2 separate regions of the Oryctolagus cuniculus genome follow, and region 1 is linked to region 2. A link is a contact called in public Hi-C data. All regions are on one chromosome and are shown on one strand. Each heading gives the region's core, a stretch centred on a gene start, on an enhancer-like site or on the middle of the called end of the contact. The rest is flanking DNA. Distances are from core to core; before and after follow the strand shown.

Region 1 (4,222 bases), core at 67-2,566, 430 kb before region 2:
GAAGCAAGGACGCTTTTCTTTGCTCTTTGAAGAACAGCACTTGGAAGGCAGGCCAGGCCTCCTAGGTTTCTACTAAGCTTCTATTTTGAAAACAAGACTGTTTTTATGTTCTTCCTATTTTCTGAGATTGGTTGCTTTCTGTTTTTCTTTGATGTTTAGTGAAGTGCCTTTAGAAAATCCCTGTCTTATTTAGCTGTGCCAAGGAAAGGGAGGCGTGTCCTTACTAAGTCCACCCAGCTCAACGCAGGGGGAATGATGGATTTCCAAATATATACATGCAGATATACGCAAACGGGTGTTTATATTGCACATAGATGTGTGTGATCCTGCTACACGTATGTATGCAGGCCTGTGTGTGTGTGCACGCTTGTTTGCATGTAAGTGACGCATGGATGCAAGCGTGTGGTGCCTTCTCCGAGTGTGTACGTGTGTGTTTGTGTGCCTGTTTTGGTGATCAGGGCTGCTGTGGGGTGGCGGAGAGTGGAGGTGGGGGTAAGAACGCACAGGGCCAGGCAGGGAGGGAGGAGGAGGCGAAGGAGGAGGGAAGTGCTCCTTGCTGCTGCTCAGCCCATTATTAAAGAGAAACAACATTCCCAGCAGGAGGCAGAAGGGCAATAAAACCGGTGGCTCCACAATTTATGATGCTAACTGAGATTCCATAGTTGGAAGCAAGACTATCCCTGGAGCACCAAGGTCAACAAGCCAGCAATACCCTGGCTTCCAAAGAGCTCCCCCGTGCCCACCTATTAATCAGCCCATTGCTGAAAATGCACCAATGAGCTCTGCTCTGGAAACATCATTAATAAGCAGGGACAGGCCAAATGGCGGAGAATTCCAGGATAAGGGCAGGAAGGCAAGGAAAAAAATATTTATATACACATATGTGCGTGTTTGTGTATGGGGTGTAGCCTATTATATATACTGGGCCATCTATTACAGAGGTCATATTTAAGTGTGTCTATTCATTCTCCATATATTTTATATTATATGAGAAATTTCCAGGCTTTAGATCCCTGCCAGATGGAATTAGAGCAATTGTTCTCTGTCGAGACTTTGGGAAATTAATGAGGTTCGCAAGCAGAGCCATGAGAAAATAGAAATTTTTTTTTCTTTAAAAAAAAAAGAAAAAGAAAAAAAGAAGTGCCCAGTTTCCAAAAATATAGCAGCCACAATCCCAGAGAGAGCGATCAGTTTAGTGGCTAATCTTGAGGCCCGGCAGTGGCCCTAGCCTATCTTTTGGGTTATTGCGATTCTGAATGGAGCTTTAATCAGCTTAGCCCAGCCCGGGCGCCATGGGCCTGCGGGCAAAGGGCATTTCCCTACAGACCCACTGGAAACTGTCTCCTCCGCTCTAAATAAACGGTTCCTCTGTCTCCAGCTCCGTTCTGGAGTGCACAGCTTAACTTTCTTTTGTGTGCAGGAGAGAAGGAAGCGATGGGGAGGGAGCCTGTGCCCTCTGAACCCCAAAGGGAAGAAGTGCGCATTCTGTTTGTATCAAGGCTGTGATACTGTCTGAAAGTTTGGACCCCAAACAGGAATTCTCAGCCCCGAAAATGTGTTTCTGTTTTACTGTTCTATCATCCAAACGTTTCCTGGATGCTCTGTTCCCGTCAAGGACCACCCTGAAAAGGAACTCCGTGCCACTTTTGTCACTCTCCAAGCCCCACGGGACGAGCTTTGGCCAATATGGCGACCTCCCATTCTGATGGCTTCCCTCACAGGATGCAGCGGGTGGGGAAAGGAGAGCCTGGTGCTGAGTCCACGCCTCGCTCCGATAAGCCAGCTGCTCCCAAGAAAGCCACCGCTGGCGCTGGCTCCCTGCCTCCCTCTGCTCTGGCCTCTGCCTCCAGCTGGGAACAGGAAGGACTTTGTGTCAGCAATCACCCCCCAAGGGTGTTTTCCTATTGCTTCACAGACCTCAGCACCAGAGAGGCCATCTCTTTGCCCAGCTCCGTGGCTGCCTGCAGTCCTGCCTCCGAGGGATTTACAGTGTGCTGTGTTTGGTCTGCAACAACAGACAATGGTTCTGAAACAGTCTTCCAAGGGGATCACAGTGACAGCATGTGGAGGGGCACGGAGAGATTCCTCTCTAGCTGGGAGGACTGAGATGAGAGGGGTGAGTTATGTCATCTGCCACTCATTGACCATGTACTGGCCTGCCAGCCCTGTGTGGGAAACGTATCTATCACATCGTATCCTTTGATGAAATGGAGACTTGATCTGTCATTTCCCCACATCGAAGAACTGCCGGGGGAGTCTGCATTCAGATCAGACTGACCTGGCTTGCGTTCTCTGTCCCCAGGAGCACTGTTTTGGGGTCAAATCAAATGTCAGTGCTTCTGGGAGACCAAGACAAGCGCACTGCATTTGGTCCTCCTCAGATGGAAATGGGTCCTGTCAATCACCACGTTGTAGAAAAAGAGACCAGAACCCAAGTCATAAAGTGATCTTTGTCCTGTGTCTGTGAGCTGCAAACAGAGGGATGGGGAGGGGAGGAAGGGAAGAAGGGAGGAGGGAGGAAGAGCGTTCTCTTCCTGCTCCTGTCTCTGCACCCAGGGTCCTCACCTGCCTCGCTGAGTGAGCGCCCAAGGCTCCTGCTCAGCTCCCAGGGCTGTCAAGATGAATTCGTTCATTCCATTGCCCCAAGCACATCCTGAGCCAGGAGATGGCAATTGGAGGACCAAAGGCAGGCTGCCTGCAAGACCCAAGCTCAGTGCTCAACCTCAGACACTGGTCTTGCCATGGGAGACCCCAAGAAGGCCAGGCATTCTGCGCCCACACCAGCCACAGGCAGACCGAGCGCAGCTTCCTGGTCTGGGGCCCCTAGAACGGGTCCCGAGTCCCAGACTTTCTGGAGAGAAACACCAAAAAAGCAGGACAGCAGCTGCTTGTATTGTTTTATTTCTTGATTTATTAAGGCTAGAGGAGGGTCCATAGTGAGCCCTGTGGCTGCTGAGATAGGAAGTATGTTTGATGAATCGAAGAGCTTGGGTTTTAATTAAAAACCCTGGCTTTTCTGATCTTAACAGGACAATCTGGAGACCACACAATCCAACCTCCAAAGCAGTTTTGGGGGACGTGAGTTTGAGTCCCTCCTAACAGTTTTGTGACTTTGAACAGGGTAGGTTTTTTGGTGCTTTGGTTTGCCCATTAACATAGTAAATTTTGTTGATTAACTTGTTACAAACGCTGGATTCTTCCAACTCAGCTCTAAGCAGAAGCTTTGGAGACCAAGATGTCTTCGTTGTTCAGATCGCTGTGCCGCGGGAAGCGACAGGCAAGGCGTGTTCTGAAAAGGGCTGCAGCTACCACAGCAGGCGCTTCATGGGATGAATCCAGTTTCACTCTCACCTCACAATCTTCAGCCCACAGAGGAGCGAGCTTCGGAGAGATCGCAGTGTCCTGAACTCACACAGCCTTGCAGTGTGGAGCTGCTCGGCTGCTCGTCCACCCCTGGTCTGTGTCCATGACTCTCTCTGACCCCTGGCACCCCACGTACACATCGTTACAATGTCCCCCCAAACAACGGATGAGTCCTCCTGGGGTCCCTGGCACTCTGGTTTTCTTGCTCTGCACCACTTCTATTTACAAATGGAGCCCGCTTGCTCTCCTGCCCCATTTACTCACAAATTAACGTCTTGTATCCAACTGTTCACTCATCTCCACCCATCTAAGTCAAAACGCCCACAGGTCACTTCTGTCTCCTTCTCACTCGAAGACAAATGCCCCAAGCTTGTCCTTGGGCCTCTGGCTAGGACCATAGTGAGGGGTGGGTGCCGAGGGATGGTGGCAGTTTAGGGCAACAGCTCAGAATGCCTCTCCTTGCATGCCCCTCCTTGCATGCCCCATCCACTTCCCCTCCTGACTTCCCACTTTCAGGTCAACAGGATGATATTCCACCATTGGCTGGGTTCCAGGCCAGTGCTATTGAAAGTCCACCTGTGGCCAGGGCCTGGGTCTCAGGAGCTGCACAGATGACTCCAGGGTCATCCACGGGCATCCAAGGTGTACCTGCCAGGTACACCAGGCAATTCAGAGGTGCAGCAGCTCCGGGAAATGAAAAGTAACTCGGGATGTGTCCCTCCAAGGCAAGAAGTCATTCATTAGGAAAAAAGACAGTAGTCACTTCGGTTTTTGTTTTTGTTTTTGTTTTGAGACAAACAAGCTTCCAGTGCCTCCAGGGGTGAAGACCAAGGAGACACAGGGCAGCCAAGGAGACACA
Region 2 (4,524 bases), core at 748-3,247:
GGCCACCCCCTTCCCAAGGTGCTATTTGAGGACATCTCTGAGACTCTGAATGGCCCCACTACAGGCTGTTGAGGGTGGGGAGGGAATGACCCTGGCCAGCCCAGGGGAGCCGGGCAGGGAGGCAGCAGGAGAGGAAATGAGCAGGTGGCATTTTTCACAGCTGTCTCTTTCCCTAGGTGGCTAGGGGCCCTCAGTGTCTCCCTTCTGTGTCTCACTCCCTGGGCTGGCTCTAAAGCACTTCTGCCTTGAGCCAACCGGAAGCTCCCCTGTGGCTCCCAGGTTTTCCCTGAGGACCTTGGGGCGGGCTGCCAATCAGCCCTGGGATCGGCCACAGTCCATTAGTGACTGCCTAGGGCTCGAGGTGCCAACGGAGCCCCCAGGCAGCGGCGCCGGCTCAGCTCAGGGGACTCAGAGCCTCCTCCCATTATCACCTAGTCCTTTGCAATCAGACAAACTGGACTACAGGAGCTGCTTCCATAGCTCAGATGTCCCCACCCGGTGCTGGCTCCCTGGGCCTCCCAGGCACCCTCCGGGTCTGAGCGCAGGTGTAGACTCAACGACAGATGGAGAGGTCACCTCAGAACCTCCCTGGTGCTGAGAGGCGCAGCCCGGCCACTCTGCAGCAACCCCCACTGTAGGTGAGCCTGGGTGAGCTCGTTCCGGGGCCTCGCTGCCCGCGCGGCCCTCAAAGCAGGTGCACTGGCACCAGTGATCACAGCCTGATTCCACCCCCGGCCCTCCTGAAACCATGTTCGAGTCCTGGCTCTGCACTTTGATTTTTGCTTCAAAACTGAGACCGGAAGGGAGCACAGGGCAGTTCCCAGAATGCCTTTGGGAGGTGGGGGGAGGCAGGGCTTGGCAGTCACAGATGCTCATGGTAGTGGCTGAGAAGGGCGTGTCCATGAGATGCCAGGCGGACTCTGCCTGGCTGAGGCAACTTCCACCAGTGTGTTTGTCCATTTGTGCCCTCAGAGGCGTTTTCTGGCCAAACTGATTGCAATGCAGGGGGTCCTGAGGTGGGAGGCAGAAGGACAAGGACAGGCACAGGCACGTGGGCACAGAAGAACCCAGAAAGCCAGACACAGTCTCCCAAGGCTCGAAGAGTCTGAGATTCTAGTCCAGGCTCAATGGCACTCGTACTGTGTGATCTTGGGAAACTCACTTAACCTCTCTGGTCTTTAGGAGAGTTTTCCTGGGGAGATTAAATCCCGCCTAGGGGGCTAGCACTATGGCATAGTGGGGAAAGCCACTGTGGGCAATGCCGGCATCCCTATGGGTGCCAATTCATGTCCCGGCCACTCTACTTTCAATCTAGCTTCCTGCAGTCGGCCCAGGGAAGGCACTGGGGGCTGGCCCAAGTGCTTGGGCCCCTGCCACCCACAAGGGGGACCCAGATGGAGCTCCTGGCTTCAGCTTGGCCCGGCCCTAGCCATTGTGGCCATCTGGGGGAGTGAGCCAGTGGGTGGACCACATCTCTCCATCCTCCTCTCTAACTCTGACTGTCAAATAAATAAATGTATCTTTTCTTTAAAAAATTCCACCTAAATGACAGTAGGACCTTATGTTCCCCAGACCCCTCTCCAGCACATGAGCTGCTCATACTCAGGCCCATGTAAGAGCAGTGAGGGGAGAGATCATGATTTTGATAGCTCAGAGTAAAGCACGGTGACACCACACACACACACACACACACACACACACCACTCACAGTGAGGGCTGCCTCATTCTATTCCTGCTCATCCCTCAGGGTGGGAACTGGCAGGTGCCCACGGCCTGAAAGGTCTCCTCCAGCAGGACAGCAGGGAACTCCCTCTCACTTCACGTGTTTAAAGGCTGGGTCAGATCTGCCGTTTACGAACTGTGTGTCCTTGGGCAAGTCTCCTAGCCTTTCTGTGTCTCCTCTCCCTCATATGTGAGACGGGACCTACGGTAGCCTGTGCCTCCCTGGAGATCAGGAGGATTAAGTGAGTCAATACCCCGTAGGCACTTAGTGTTGTGTGTTCATGCCTGTGCCAAGCACTTCCGCTGGTGTTAGTCCTCAGAGCTACCTTCACCAGCAGTGTCTTACTCTCAGGAAACTGAGATGTGCAGAAGTGAAGCCTCTCACCTGGACCTGGTGCTCTCCGTCAGTGCACATGGCCTCAGACCTTACTACGCTCACTTCCACGCCATATGAGTCATGTTCCTCCCTGACTTGTTTTGCAAAACAAGTTCATAGAGCAATGGAAACAGACAGGAGCGGGGAGTTAACGAAGGGCAGGGTGAGCCACGGATCAGCGTTAATGCTGTTAGGGGAGAGACGACCAGACATTGGGAAGCGATACAATGGCGAGTGCACAGCACCAGCTACCGAGTTTCTGGCCACAAATCGAATGCGGTCCTGAGTTTCTGGGAAACACAGGGGATGGAGGAACATGTTAAACACCACCACAAGGAGGCACTCGGTGAATCCAGACCGTGAAACGCCTACAGGATAAATGACCCAGACTCACGGAGGAATAAATGGGATTTTAAAAAAGATAAATGGATGGCATTGTGAACAAAGAAATAAATGATGTTTCAAAATGAGAGGAGGAAAGGGGAGACAGTTAAAAAGAAGCTTAAGAAACATATTAATCAAATGCAATGTTTATAGCCTGCCTCAACCAACTAAATGCAAAATGACATTTTTGAGACAACTGGGAATATTCAAATGGTGACATGAGCTATTAAAGGAATTGGTTTAAAAATTGTTTTTGGAGCTAAATGTGATGTTTTGGTTATGCTAACAAACTCTTAGGGCCTTATCTATCAGCAATGCCCCCTAAAGTATTTATGTATGAAACGAGATGACTTCTGCAGTTTGTTTTTGTTTTAAATACTCTGACAGTTTGTTGTCATTCTCTCTTCTTTTGAATGTTTGAAAACATTCACAATAAAAAGCTTAAAAGAAAAACAAAAGGCCGAGGTGGGGGAAGATCACCAAGAAGGAAGAGCTGCAGCTGCAAGTGAGAGAAACAGGGGCACTGAGTGAGGCACAGCCCCCGAGGTGGGAGGGGCTGAGAGGGCTCCCCGGCTGCTCGGCCATCCAAGAGGTAGTGTGCCCCTCCCACCCATTCTCAGGCCACCTGAAGGAAAGGGAGGCTTTGTACACCACCACATATTCATTCACTCACTCCCTCACTCACTGTTCAACCCATTCATCCATCCATGCACCATTTGTTCAGTCAACTCTCCTATTTGTTGAAAACCCACAGTGAACCAGACCCTGAGAAAGGCACCAAGACACAAGGTGACCATCCTGTCCTCACAGTGCTGACCCCTGGGGTACAGGCTCAGTCTGTGACCATACAACTGTATCCTCACAAGCCAAAGTCTGAGTGAGGAGTTTGACAAGGGGGCACTGAGTGGAGCAGGTGAGAGACAGGGTCAGGGAAGGTTTGTCTACAACATTGAAGCTGAGACTTGAACCACGAGGAAACCACAGACCAAATGAAGAGTTCAGGGCAGGGCAATGGGACAAAGAGAACAGTCAGAGCAAATGCCCCTTGGCTGGCGCTGCGGCTCACTAGGCTAATCCTCCACCTGCGGCGCCGGCACCCTGGGTTCTAGTCTCGGTTGGGGTGCCGGATTCTGTCCCGATTGCCCCTCTTCCAGGCCAGCTCTCTGCTGTGGCCCGGGAGTGCAGTGGAGGATGGCCCAAGTGCTTGGGCCCTGCACCGGCATGGGAGACCAGTAGGAAGCACCTGGCTCCTGGATTCGGATCGGCACAGAGTGCCAGCCGTAGCGGCCATCTGGGGGAGTGAACCAATGGAAGGAAGACCTTTCTCTCTGTCTCTCTCTCACACTGTCTAACTCTGCCTGTCAAAAAAAAAAAAAAAAAAAAAAAAAAGCAAATGCCCCAGGGCCAGAAGGAGCCAGGGATTTTTTTTCTGGGATGTTCAGGGCACAGGAGTAGCTAGAGCAGAATGAGGGAGCAGGGAGGAGACCTACAGGCAGTGGGACACCGGGGGCTCCGAGCTGCTACTCTGGAATCGAGGGAAACCTCTGTGCCATACACAGAACAGGCCTTGTAGGGGACGTGGAATGAAAGTGCTCTGCGTAGGAATTCCCACTTGGGAGCAGAGTGGAAGGGAGGGAGGCTGCCCTGGGGCAGAGAGAAGGCCCTTACAGAGGGCGCCACTGGCGTAGCTGAGCAAGTCAGCCTCCCGGCTGGAGATTCAAAAGCCACCAGGAAAGCAGCCCGCGCTCTGCTCAGGCTCTCCCTCCCACAGCCAGGCCCAGTGAGGCGAAGGAAGTCCCAGCCAGCCAGGGGGACAGCCGCCCAGTGATTTATGGCCCTCAGACAAAGGCTCCCAAGGAAAGCGCCCTGGAACCCCAGACACGGTGTTGGAACAATCAGAGCCCATCCACCTCCCTGAGTCAGCAGAGCATAGGGAGAGTGGGCCTGGGAGAGGGCCGGCCTGGGCTGAGGGCCGGCCCTGCACGCGGGACTTTCCACCCAAGACCAGGGTTGGAAGCGTCAGCCCCATGTTGCTGATGAGG

The links. A called contact is a pair of places that touch in the nucleus more often than the background predicts.
Region 1: a Hi-C map of liver shows a contact between it and region 2, with 6 times the contacts expected there. The contact joins two enhancer-like sites. A contact is called at or near these places in 3 of 6 Hi-C or Micro-C datasets (ear pinna, liver and skin fibroblasts).

The regions. Positions count from the first base shown.
Region 1 is chr11:18,668,480-18,672,701 of mOryCun1.1, reverse strand. No RefSeq gene overlaps it. Among named protein-coding and RNA genes, the nearest start is that of MAFB, 410 kb to the right of the region's middle. Within about 2 kb of position 1,316, at least 1 of the 8 cell types and tissues checked has an H3K27ac peak or open chromatin away from gene starts, as enhancers often do.
Region 2 is chr11:18,243,049-18,247,572 of mOryCun1.1, reverse strand. No RefSeq gene overlaps it. Among named protein-coding and RNA genes, the nearest start is that of MAFB, 13 kb to the left of the region's middle. Within about 2 kb of position 1,997, at least 1 of the 8 cell types and tissues checked has an H3K27ac peak or open chromatin away from gene starts, as enhancers often do.